Linked DNA regions of Mus musculus: region 1 is linked to region 2. Evidence: chromatin contacts called from public promoter capture Hi-C data. All regions are on one chromosome and are shown on one strand. The core of a region is the stretch at or near the end of the contact, and the rest is flanking DNA. Distances in the headings are between cores, read along the strand shown.

Evidence for each region. Capture Hi-C pulls out chosen DNA fragments and counts their contacts.
Region 1: a contact with region 2 is called in a promoter capture Hi-C map of adipose tissue. The contact joins the promoter of Nhsl2 here to the promoter of Zmym3 in region 2.

What each region holds. Positions count from the first base shown.
Region 1 is chrX:101,846,633-101,852,799 of GRCm38.p6, reverse strand. It overlaps Nhsl2 (NHS-like 2), which reads right to left and starts at 3,415. Exons shown (of 8, transcript NM_001163610.1): 1 at 2,953-3,415. The coding sequence starts at 3,232.
Region 2 is chrX:101,416,968-101,423,305 of GRCm38.p6, reverse strand. It overlaps Zmym3 (zinc finger, MYM-type 3), which reads left to right and starts at 3,084. Exons shown (of 25, transcript NM_019831.3): 1 at 3,084-3,160; 2 at 4,354-5,033; 3 at 5,976-6,019; 4 at 6,325-6,338. The coding sequence starts at 4,367.

The DNA of each region.
Region 1 (6,167 bases), core at 2,166-4,665, 430 kb before region 2:
AGGAGATATTATACCCCTAGGCTGATGCCCTGATTGCTTTTGTAATCATCATGTAAGCATCTACAAACATTAAATAGATCTCTGAGGGAGGAATAGGATTGCTTGGATTGACTCAGCACATGGCAGCAGACATGGAGCTATTTCCCACTGGCTTTGACCATAACAAGTTTGAGAAGATCACAGAGTAAAGGCCACAGGATGCAACAAAATGGGTCACATCCAAAGCCATATGTGGGGAGGGGAAAGTGGGACTATTTAGAAGCAAGGTCATGCCTTGGTATGGCAACTGCCATAGATTCATAGACAAGAGACCTGGTTCAGAGCTGAGTGGGCCCTCTTCCCCTGCCCCATGCCAGTTACAAGAGTTTCTAGGGCAGTCTCAAAGGGGCTCAAGTTACCAAAGAGCAGCCTTTGGGGGGAGTGTTGCCAGGCAACCAAGCTAGTCCAGTCCCACCCCTGTAACCTTGAAGATGGTGGGAGCTTGACCTGAGACAGTGTAAAGAAGCGGGTGATCCTTTCGCATCCACTTTCTCCTCTTCTAACTTCCCTCCTGTCCTGTCCTCCCCTGCTGCTTCCCAGAGCCCCAGCCCAGCCTGCATGCTGTGGGTCAGTGTGACTTGTCACTATTCAGTCCTTTAGTGGCAGCCAAGTTGTCCCAGCAGGGAGGCCAACAAGCTGCTGGTCTGTCAGCTGTCATTCACTCTGGCCATGGTTCCAAACCTCCCTCCTTCCCAGATTTCTTTCCCACTAGGATTGGAAGAAACAGCTAGAGGAAGAATATGAAGGTAAGTCCTGCTAGATAGGCAGTCTACAGGGTAAACTGTTAACGGGAAGAGCTGACCCTCAGCATGACGGTCAGTAAAGGTGTGAGGATGCAGGGAGGAAAGGGTACGAGAAAGAATAAACAAAGAGGACTAGACCTCACAATGTCTGCTTGTTTGTTTATGATCAGAATGTAATATCCAGCCTGCTGGACACCTCGTTGAAGCTTATGCCTCAGCAACAAGGGGGTGCCAGATGGTACTCTCTCTGATTATGCTCCCCACCTCTCTTTGCACTTGGCACTTGTGCCTCATCCCAGCGACTGAAAAGTGCACACTGGGAATCTCAATAAGAGGCTAGGGCAGCAAACTAGAAAAGCAGCTCTTCTTAGAGACTCACAGAAGGTTTGGTGTGTGCAGTAGTTCTTGGAATGCATTAGGGCCAAGCAACATGAATGTTCTCAAAGGTAAGTGACCACACTAAAGAAAAGAGATAGACCCATTCTCAGCTCTTGCAAGCTTCCAAGAGGCTAACTCAATGACACTTATCTTAAGTGTCATTTCCCCCCTTTAACAATATACCTGCAGCATAAAACTATCTCTTTCTAACCCAATAGATCACTAGAAAGGGTTAGGCCCCCAAGTGACTTAGTGAAGCTATCCCAACACCCCAGCCCATGGGAAGGGCTGTCTGACTCAGCAAACAGAAAGCTATACTTTGGAAAAGCAGAGCTTCCTCCTAGTCCTCAACTTACCCTGCTGAACTCAGTAGGTGGCTCTCAGCAGGCTGTACACCGCAGGCTGTACACCGCAGGCTGTACAGAGATTTGGAAAAGTATTCTCCAAGTCTTATCAAGTTTCTCCTAGACTAATCCTGTTAATCAGTGGGACCCCAGGGAAAGAAAAACAATGACCTTCTTACCCTCTTTGTTAACTGAGAAGGAGCCAGACCCTGGGCCTTGGCTTGCCTGGTCCCCTACCTCCCAGAGGCTTCTGGTCCCGTGGCCACATTCCATCTGGCAGTCATCTGTGTCTTCCACCTTCCTTTGCTCAAAGGATTCAGTTTATTTTTCTCTAGCAGTGACCTCTGCCATCTACCTCAAAGGACAGAGACCTTTATGAAGGAAGAGGGGCGCCAGAACCTCTGACTCCTGTCATTTTGTTAGGGGTGGAGTCTGCAAGGAAGAAAGGCTGACCCAGACAATTCTCTCCCAAGGCCTCCCTCAAAAGTCAGCAAGTAGCCATCTTCCACCTCCTTCTGAAACTTTCTGGCACACTGCTCCCCCGACACCCCTTCCTAGCCTTCCCTAGGTGGCAATTGGCCCTGTTACCTGCCATTCCTCCTCTACTCTCAGCATTTTTAAACATACTCAGCCCCGACCCCGTTTAAGAGAAGTCCCACATTCTAAGGGAACGCTGCGTTTTTTGCAGAAGAGGTCCTCCCTATCCAAAGTGTTGAGATCCAAAGTAGTAAAGAGCCTGAGCTCCCGCCCGCCTCCAGTCTCACAGGTTCCTAGTGTTCAGTAAGGAAACTCCCGGGACCTGGCGTTTCTCGGGCATGGCTGGCGAGCACATTTTTAAGAAAACCGATGACAGTCTCTTTAAATGGTTCTCTCCCGCAAATCTGGGCAGCCGGACCTTAGCGGCTGGGGCGGGGGTTTGGGGTATGGAATCCGCTAAGCCCTGGGCAGTCTCCCCTCCCCCTGCCGGCCACTCCCAGCGAGGCAACGCGGAGTGTGCGGGGAGAAGCGAGCGGGAAGGGAGCTCGGAGACGGCTGGGCGCGGGAAGCCCGTTCGCAGTCCGGCACGAGGTCCCACGGGTCTGGCTGCAGCGGCCCCCGCCGCCCGGGAGGCAGGCGGGCAGCTCGGGCGCGATTTCCAAAGTGGCCCATCAGGAGAGACGCAGGCACGGCCATTCGGTTCCCGGAGCCACCGGGACTCTTTGGTCTGCGCCGCCCAGGACCCTACGGATCCCCTCCCTCTCCACCAAGCACTCCAGAGGTGGCGGCAGCCCCCAGACCTAAGCAGAGGGCCACTCGGGACCGGGCGAGCGGATCCCGGAAGGATCGGACGGCGGGAGGGCGTCCTGGAGGCCGTGTCCCTCGATCTTTGAGGGGCGGCCACGGGCAGACCCAGCGGGACATCCCCAGAGGCGGGTGGGAGAGGGTCGCGGGCGCCTCGCGCCTTTTACCTAGCAATTCTTCATCATCCTCCGGGCCAAGCAGGCGACAGGGAAGGCGGCGGCGGAGCCGGACGGTGCGCCGGTACAGGCTGTCGGTGCGGCGCCCCAGAGCCAGCAGGTGCCCCTCGAGGTCCTCCAGCAGAGCCAGCGAGTGGCCGCAGAGGTCTGCGAGCTGGCGGAGCAGACTGAGCGCGGCCAGGTGGCTCACGTCGCGGAGCTCAGCCAGCGGCTGCGGAGGGTTGCGCGGGCACAGACGCTGGGGCACCACAGTGCGCCGGTAGAACGGCATCCCGGGCGCGGGCGCGGGGACCGACCCGGTCCGCTAGCCTTGTGGCACTCGGGAATCCTGAGAGGCAGCGGCGGTCCTGGTGGAGCAGGGCCCGGGACGCGGGCGCGGGCGAGCGAGAGGCACGGGCGGCTGTGCGGGCAGGCGGCTTCACAGCCTGCAGCGCCGGCTCCCCGCGGGCTGCACACTCGCAGGAGCCACCAGTCCCTCTGACTCTGCTCCACTGGGCTCCTCCTCCCTGGCTTTCTCCTCCTCCCTCGCTCAGCTCACTCAGCTACTTCGGGATTCCTCCTCACCCCACCCCCACCATCCCCTTTCTTCTTCTTCTTTCTTTCTTTCTTTCTTTCTTTCTTTCTTTCTTTCTTTTGCGGTCAAAAATTCGCAGATTAACGCTTGATCCGGGAGAGAAGAAAAGGAAAAAAAAAAAAAAAGGAAAGAAGAGTAGAAAGAAGCTGAGAGTTAACCGAGGGAAGTCTGTGTGAATGTGTGTTTGTGATGGTCGGTGCGCAAAATGTGCCCGGGTCCTCCTGAGGAGCTTCAGGCCCAGTACCTTAACCCGGGTTAAGGTTGTTTTCTGCTTTGTTTTTTAAACTTAACTTTCTTTGTAAATACTGAACAATGCAGACACACCGGCGTACATACGAGCGAGTCACAGCAGAGACACGAAGTCTGGCTTCATGCATCTAGTTTTCCTTCTAAAATATACTCCTTGCCACGCACCAGTCTCCATTGAGCAAGCTAGCGGCCAGAACCTTAGAATCAGAGGAGAGAGAACCAAGTATCTTATTTGACTGTCCAGGAGGGAAGTGACCCTAGCACTGTGGAACTGTAAAGGCAAGAGCGAATAAATACAAACCCATTTTGTGGAGTAACTTATTTCGTTGGGATTGAGGGATCCAGTTTGCATTTTGTGCCAAAAGGGAACACCGATCTGTTTCCTTTGGGGGGCACAATGAGCTCCTGTAGTATCCCAGAAGAGGGGTTTCAGGAGCTGAGATGTGCTTTCAGTGCAGACAGCCCCGATTTCTCTCAACTGTAGAAGGTAAAATGTGCTCAGACAAGTAGAGTACCTTTAGTGTATTCTATGTCTGCATGCACTTGGGACATTTCCACCCAAAGCTGCTCACACTGAACTTTCAATGGTTTCTCCACTGCTCTGCTTTCATTTGGGCTGTGCTCCTTTTCATCCTACATATGCTCTGTTGAGTATAAGCCCACAGAATCTATTAGCAAAATATTTTTAAACAAAACACTTGTGCCCACACTAACACAATGTGGACTGTTTCCATTCTTTGCTTCAGAAAAGTTAATTGTTCCTTAGACAGTTCAAGAAAGCTCTATGCAGGCTGGAGAGATGGTACAATCATTAACAGCAACGCTGGCTGCTCTTCCAGAGGACTTGGGTTCAATTTCCAGCACCCACCTGGCAGCTCACAGCTCTCGGTAACTCCAGTTCCAGGGGATCCAACACCCTCTTCTCAGCTCTGAGGGCACCAGACCTACATGCAGGCAAATGCTTATACACTTAAAATAATAAAGTAAATTTAAAGAGAATCTCTGGTTTTAAATGTTTTGCTACACAAAATTAGTATGTGACATGATGGCTATATTCATTGGCTTTATTTATTAATTCTTCAATGCAAATATCAAAACATAATACCGTGCCCTACACATATGTAATTATTATTTGTCGATTGAAAATTTAAAAAAAGCAATGTACTGCAATCTGGTTGCCTTCATCTATACTCATTTCTTATTTAGTAAATAAAAACATAGTTACTAGAAACACTGAGTTCTAATTAAAGTAAGAATCAACAAACGGACAAAAGGTGGCCCCTCTTTTGAACTGTGAGGTCCAATTGTGGAATAAGAATCCAAAGTTCCTTGCTTGATGAACTCCAACCTCAGCCAAGAGAGTGACTGGCAGGAAGTAGTGGACTTGGCTTTACTCAGCGGAGATACTTTTCCCTGACCTATGAGCTGTTTCGACTGATCTTTGCTCCAGAGAAGGAGACATGAAGTAGGAGCAGATTGAAGGAGACTGTCTGGGCAGAGCTTTGCAGCCTGAGTGCAGCAGGCCTGGGCTGGGCCTGGTGGCTGAGCCACCCGCACTCACACCCCCTACTCTGCTTCCCGAAGCTGAGTTGTTCAGAGCTCCATAAGAAGAAGCTCAGTTTTGGCCCCATGCCCTTCCCCCCAGCCTAGTCAGTTCACTCACTCCAGCCTCTTGAATGAGAGAGTCCTGGCTTTCATCAAGGAAACATCAAGGACTTGCAATGGAGCCACCTCAGAGCAGAGCCCCTCCTCCCTTCCCAGGACTAGAGTGGGTCTGCTCCAGATGGGAGAAGGTCAGAGGACTTAAGTATTCACCTTCCTTCTTAGCCTGTCTCTTTCCCACAGAAAAGATAGAGACCTCCAGTTCCACAAGTGAAATTGAATCGAGACAGCCTCTGGGGAAGCAGGGTTCCCCCTGCTCTGTGGAGGGACAACTGAGCTCCTAAAAGCACCACTCTCTATCCAAGCTCACCAGCCAGAAAAGCAGCTAAGGTAAAGGGTCTCCATCAGCCTCTAGCACAGCATCTGGCACAGCGTACAGATGGTAATATGATCATCTCTGTTTGTTTATGATAATAGCAATAGTATTTCTTTGTAATACTATCATCTTCCTCCCTCCAATAGCTCCCTGAAGGCAGGAACCACATTTGTCTTGTTTGCTGCTGTATGCCCATGCCAAGCCCAGTGCCTAGCATACGTTAGGTTACTCAGGAAGTGTCTGTTAAATGAATGAATAAATGAAGCTGGATTATAGGCAGAGCCAGATAGGAAAAGCCTTAAGAAAGAATTTAACTTGGGCAAAGGGGCAATGGAGGGTCACTGCAGTTTCTGGCATTGCCTGAGACAGGAAGGAGGCACTTAAGAATTTCATCTAGAATCAATG
Region 2 (6,338 bases), core at 1,835-4,334:
CTTCACTCCCAGCAGCGCTGGGGACTGATCCAAGAACTTATGCTCTAGAACTGATCCTCTTTTTGTCTTTTATTTTCAAACAGTTCCCTCCTTCTTTGAGATGGGGTCTCACTATGTAGCCTAGGCTGGCCTGGAACTCAATATGTATACTAGACTGGCCTTGAACTCAAAGAAATCTACCCCTCCCACACTAGGCACTGGGATTAACTGCATCTACCACCAGCCTTGAATTTAACTCTATAGCCCAGACAGGCCTTGAGTTTTCCATCCTTCTGTTTCAATCTCCTGAGTAGCCTAGTTTATCATCTATACTAAGAGGTCTGGCTGAGAAATTCTCTTAATATATAGTCTAGGCTGGCCTTGAACTCAGTAATCTCCTGTCAGCCCCCTAAGTACAAAGATTACAGACCTGTGTTTCCATGACTGACATATTTATACGTTTGTAATCTGAAAAAAACAAATAAAATGAGGGCATGCAGCTCAGTTATATAGCACGGACATGTGTAAGGTGCAGTCTTAAGCTCCAGCACTGCAAAAAAAAAAAAAAAAAAAAGAAAGAAAGAAAGAAAGAAAGAAAGAAATAATATGCTGGACTAGGTATGTAACTTAGTTGGTCAAGTACTTACCTCCTATTCACAAAGCCCTGGGATTGTTCCCCAGCATAATACAGGCATTCTGACACAAGCCTGTAGCACTAGGTGGAGCCGGTTGTGGTGGCGCACGCCTTTAATCCCAGCACTTGGGAGGCAGAGGCAGGCGGATTTCTGAGTTCGAGGCCAACCTGGTCTACAAAGTGAGTTCCAGGACAGCCAGGGCTACACAGAGAAACCCTGTCTCCAAAAAGCAAAACAAACAAACAAACAAACAAAAAAGCACTAGGTGGAAGCAAGAAGATCAAAAGTTAAAAGTCATCCTTGGCTACTAAGGGGGTTCTAGGCCAGCCTGAGTTACACAGCAACTTCAAAACTACCACACTGGGGCATTAAGACCCATACCCAAAACAGGAAATAAAACACCAACCAAACAAACAAAGAACAAAATCTCACCCAAAACCAACTAATCAAAGATTTGGGGTGTGTGTGGGTGCGGATAGAGTTTTAGTTTCATAGTAAAATTATGTAGACAGAGCTTTCCTGTATATCCATGTCCCCACACACTCATGGCCTTGCCTATTATCAACATCCAGGACAAGATAGGTACATTTGTTTCAATCCATGAATGGGCAGGGATGTATCATTACTAACCAAAGTCCGTAGTTTATATTAGCACTTACTCTTAGTAGTTTACATTGTATTTGAATAATGTGTCTACCATTATAATATCATGCAGAGTGATAGTACTATTGTAAAATCCTGTGCTCCTTGTTATTAGTTTAAAAAACATACTTATTATTTCGTGTGCCTGTGTATGCATGCATGCTACATCACAGGTGTGCTGGTCAGAGGACAACTTGCAGGCCTAGGTTCTCTCCTATTATCTGGGTCCTTAGACTTGGCAGCAAAGGCCTTTCCCTGCTGCACGTCTCACTGCCCCTAGTTGTTGTTTAGTGTGACTGAAGTTTTGTTTTAGTTTGCATTTGTTCTTTTGAAACAGGGTCTTGCTATGTAGTCCAGGCTGTCTTCACACCACAGGGAATCCTCTCGCCTCAGGTTCCCTGCACACCACCACACCCAGTTTTTGGTTTTGAGACAGGTGTTTCACTATGTAGCCCAGGCTTTTCTCATGGTCATAATCCTGATACAGCCTTCTAAGTGCTGGAATACCAGACCACCGTGCCAGAGCAGAAGTCACCCCTCCCTCTTAGATGCTCTTCACTCCACTTGAAAATTCGTGATCTGCCACCAAATTAGACATTCTACCCCCAGAACAGCCAGGGGGCCAGGAAGAAACAGAAAATACAAAGAAACAGTAGAAACAGAAAGAGGCAGAAAGTGGGAGATGGCTACAGAGCATACTGATTAAGACACAGAAAGCCGGGTTTAGGCAATCTACACCGGAAAAAAATTACATTTATCTCTGATGTAGGAGAGAGCAAAGACAACCTCAAGGCTGAGGGGGGGTAGGCGGAAGGGAAAACAAGGCTTCTGTTAAAATATGGGTAAAATTCCCAAGGACAAGGGTGGGCAGGCTTTCTATGGGAAGGAGGAAAGGTCAGAAGCACATTAGAGGAGCAATGGACAACACTGGACGCTTCTTGCCTGAGTTTCTAGTATCTAAGTCCGGTAAGTGCTGTGCAGCCCTTAGAACTATCCTGGGAATGTGGAGAGAGGGATTGTGAAGTGTTCTGTCATGAGGCCTGAGAATGAACACTGCCACCTATTCTTTTAAGGCAGTAGACCTAGTATTAGTGACCCCTACCCCTACCCTACTTCTCAAGCCTTAATCACAGCCACGCCCACCATCTAGTACGATCCCTGGAGGCTGTGTTTGAGTGCTCTCAGGAGGCAGAGACGCAAAGAGACTGTGAGGGAGAGACCTACAAGAACAGAAAAAGAGGGAAAAGGGAAGGACAGTGTTTGTGTGTGTCTGTGTGTGTGTGTGCAAGTGGATGGGTGGGTGGGGGGCTTCTGATGACCAAAACTATTCAAGAGAAAATTCAAGCTCCTACAGGAGGATTCAGTGCAATGATCCCAGAACTTAACCGAAGGCCATGGAGGGAGACGGGGGTGTAGCCTTGCAGAACCTGCTTTGGGGGGGGGGGTCACCAGGCAGTAACCGTTACTGCATAGGCGTTGTCACTAAGCCAGAACCATTTAACTGGCAAGGGTAAGCTTAAGACACCCCATAACTACGACTCTTAGACAGGTTGGAAGTGGGGGCTGAGGTTGCAGACAAGGGGAGGAGGGGCACTTGAGGGTTGGGTCTTTGCCTCCCCCATTCTCCGCTGTCACTACCCCAACAGTCGCCCGGGGGGCCGGGCCCCGGAGAGGTGGGGATGGGGGAGGGTAATCTTGGCAGGCGTCTGCTGCATGGCGTAGGTAGGGAGTGCTGAGGGGGGACGCTGGGGGGAACACGAGTGGGAAGCGGAGAGCCACGGGGAGGGGGAGGGGACCGGGAACCATTTGAATGAGAGGAGGGGATCACGGGTAGAGTGGGCTCTGGAGATAGGGCGGGCACGGGTGTGACGGGGCCAGGCTCTTGAGCCAGGTAAGGAAAGCAGGTGCGTAGATGTGGGGTTTTTCTTCCTTTTTTTGTGTATTTAGTGTACTAGGCCCTTCGGTGGAGAGGGGGCGCCGCCTTCCCCGGGGGCGGGCTCCAAAGCTCCAGAGGCTATCTTTTCCTCAACTAACGGGGCCCCGGGCGGGGGCTCACGCTCCATCCCCAGTGACGGCACTCCACTCCGCAATTTCCAGGCGGCCACTGGGCTGGGAGTCTCGCGCCGGGGGCCGGCGCTGTCTCGCGAGCCCCCTCCTCCAGCCAGCCAATGGGATTGGTCGCTGGCACCGCCCGCCTGCCTGGTGCAGAGCGCTCAGCGCTGCAAGCGGCGCTGCCATTTAAAGGGGCCGCGACCCCTGTCCCGGCTGCTAGGGAGGGAGGTGGAGAAGGAGCGCGGGGCCGTTGCTGTCTGCAGTTCTAGGCTTGTAGCGGTTACTCTAACCCTGCCTCAGGTAGGGGTCGGGTCTGTTCAAGCCGAACCGAACCTGCAGGCGGGATCTCGCAGTAGCCGGGAGGGGGGTTTGAGCAGGAATCGTAGCTCCAAAATGTCTTCCTGTAAATGCCTGAGGTGGGGGGTGGGCAACAGGAGAAGGGAAGGACTAGGGGTGCAGTAGGAAAGGGGGGACGGGGCTGAGGAAGTGGTCCACCCTGAAAGGTAACCGAGTGGGGGGGAGACGGTTAGGAAGAGCAGTTTGTGGGGGCGGGGAAGGGCTGAGAGAGGACGGGCTCCGCGGGGAGGGGCGCTGGGGCTGGAGAGGATGGGGAGAGACTGGAGACCTGGGGGGCTTTTGGGGGGGAGTGAGAAGGGACCAGGGGCTGAGGTCGCCGGAGCGGGAAAGGTTTCTGGCTGCGGCAGGCACGGGAAAATGTGAGGGGGCGTTGAGTCTGAGGTGGGGGGTGTGTGAGAGGTAGGGAGGAAGGAGCTACGAGTCTCCGTGGGGGGTGTCGGGCGGGTTAGAGACCAACTGCCTGGCGAGTGTGGGCACGGGGCCAGGGCAGGGAACGCCACTCCCCACAGAGGGCGCTGTATTGGGGGGGGAGTGGACATTGAGCCTGAAGCCTGTGGAAATGCCTATCGGCTGTGGGGGGCGGCTGCTAATGAGAAATCCAAGTGGATGACGGACGGGGTGTGTCCCACAGCCGACATAAGAAATTCAGGCTAAGACCACCTCTACTGCCCCCTCTTCCGATCTGCAGCCCATACCCAGCCATGGACCCCAGTGATTTCCCCAGTCCATTTGACCCATTGACCCTGCCAGAGAAGCCCCTGGCTGGAGACCTTCCAGTAGACATGGAATTTGGAGAGGATCTGCTGGAATCTCAGACTGCCCCAAGTCGAGGATGGGCTCCCCCAGGTCCGTCTCCATCCTCTGGAGCCCTGGACCTGCTTGATACCCCTTCTGGCCTGGAGAAGGACCCTGGAGGAGTTCTGGATGGAGCCACTGAGCTACTGGGGCTGGGGGGGCTACTCTATAAAGCCCCTTCTCCCCCAGAGGTGGACCATGGTCCTGAGGGAACCCTTGCATGGGATTCGGGGGAGCAGACCCTAGAGCCTGGACCAGGGTGTCAAACCCCTGAGGTGATGCCACCTGATCCAGGGGCTGGGGCTAGTCCCCCTTCACCTGAGGGGCTACTAGAACCTTTGGCTCCAGATTCTCCAATAATCCTGGAGTCTCCTCATATTGAAGAGGAGATACCCCCCTTAGCTACAAGGAGAAGGGGCTCCCCTGGGCAGGAGGAGGAGCATACCCAAGGGCAGCCACAGAGCCCCAATGCACCCCCTAGCCCTTCAGTGGGAGAGACTCTGGGGGATGGCATCAACAGTTCTCAGAGCAAACCTGGGGTATGTACCCCTACTGCACATCCTTCGTTGCCAGGTAGGTCACCTAACCGTTTGGAGGGGCCTGGGGAAAGAAAGGGTGGTGGTCAGGAGGGCTGGCTCTGTGCTTTGAGAAGTGGAGGAGGAGGGGACAGGAGGCTGGGAAGATTAGAGCAGGGCTCTGTGTGCTGAAGGAGGAGTGGGGTGTGGTGAAGATTGTGGAAAACAGGGGTGGGAGGCATGGAGGGGCTGCGCAGGATAAATGGGGTAGTGTGAGGGAATGGATTGGATGGCAGAGGTTCCCTTTCTCATAGCCCCAATGGGTTTCCAGTACCAGGGTCCTTCCTTCAGGGTTTGAAGGAAAATAGCAGGCTTCTAGGCTCTATGATTTTTCCAGCTGTTTGATTCTAAATAGGAGTGGAGTTTCTGGGATTGATGGATGGTAACTCCTCTCTGAAGCCCCCTAACAGCATACCGATTTCAGGGTAATGGTAGAGAGGCAGGATCTAGGATTGCATCTCTGATAGGGGAGGGGCGATCTAGACTTGAAGCTCTAGTTTCTCCCTGAATCTACCTAGTGCTATATCTCCTCTAGCCTGTGATAAGGGTCTTCAGATAGGTAAACTGATATATCTTATATCTCACCAAAGTCCAGAGGGACCTACCCATACATTGATGGGCTTTCCCCTTCTTGCTCCTTTTAAGTGGTTACATTTGTTTTTGTTGGTAAAATATAAATTCTTCATGCACAGTGGGACAGAAATGATTGGAGGGGTAAGAGAATACGTTTTATCTCATGGAGAATAGCTGCACACATACCCTCCCCATTTTCACCATAGTACCAAGTCTGAGGTAACCCTGAAAGGGTTAGAAGCCACAGGCACTCAAGTTTTCCCATTCAGTTTGGAGTAAATTGTTCCCCAGGAATGGAGGTGGGGGCCGGCCCTGGACGGCCCTGGACAGGCTCAAGACTTAGGCTACCTTCTTGCTTCCTTTGCAGGAGATGGCCTGACTGGGAAGGAGATTGAGAAGCCGCCTGAGAGGGTGAGGGGGGAGGGGATTGGAAAGAGTCTAGTTCCCCCTATAGCTCTAAGAAGGAGAGAACCCTCATTTTCCTCCCAGATGTTGGGGGGGTGCTGTCAGAGTCAGAGAAGGGAGGAACTCCCGTGTTTACTGATTCTTAGAATGAAGTCCAGCTCCCCATTTTCACCTTCTCTTTAGGGCTGGGCCAAGGGTCCCAAGTCTCTCACCTCACCTTCCATCTCCTGTCCCCACCCCAAACCTCGAACTCCAGTTAGCCTGCCACTAGTGTCAGCTTTCCCCCCCAACCCCCCGCCCCTCTTTCCAAGGTACAGAAGAGAAG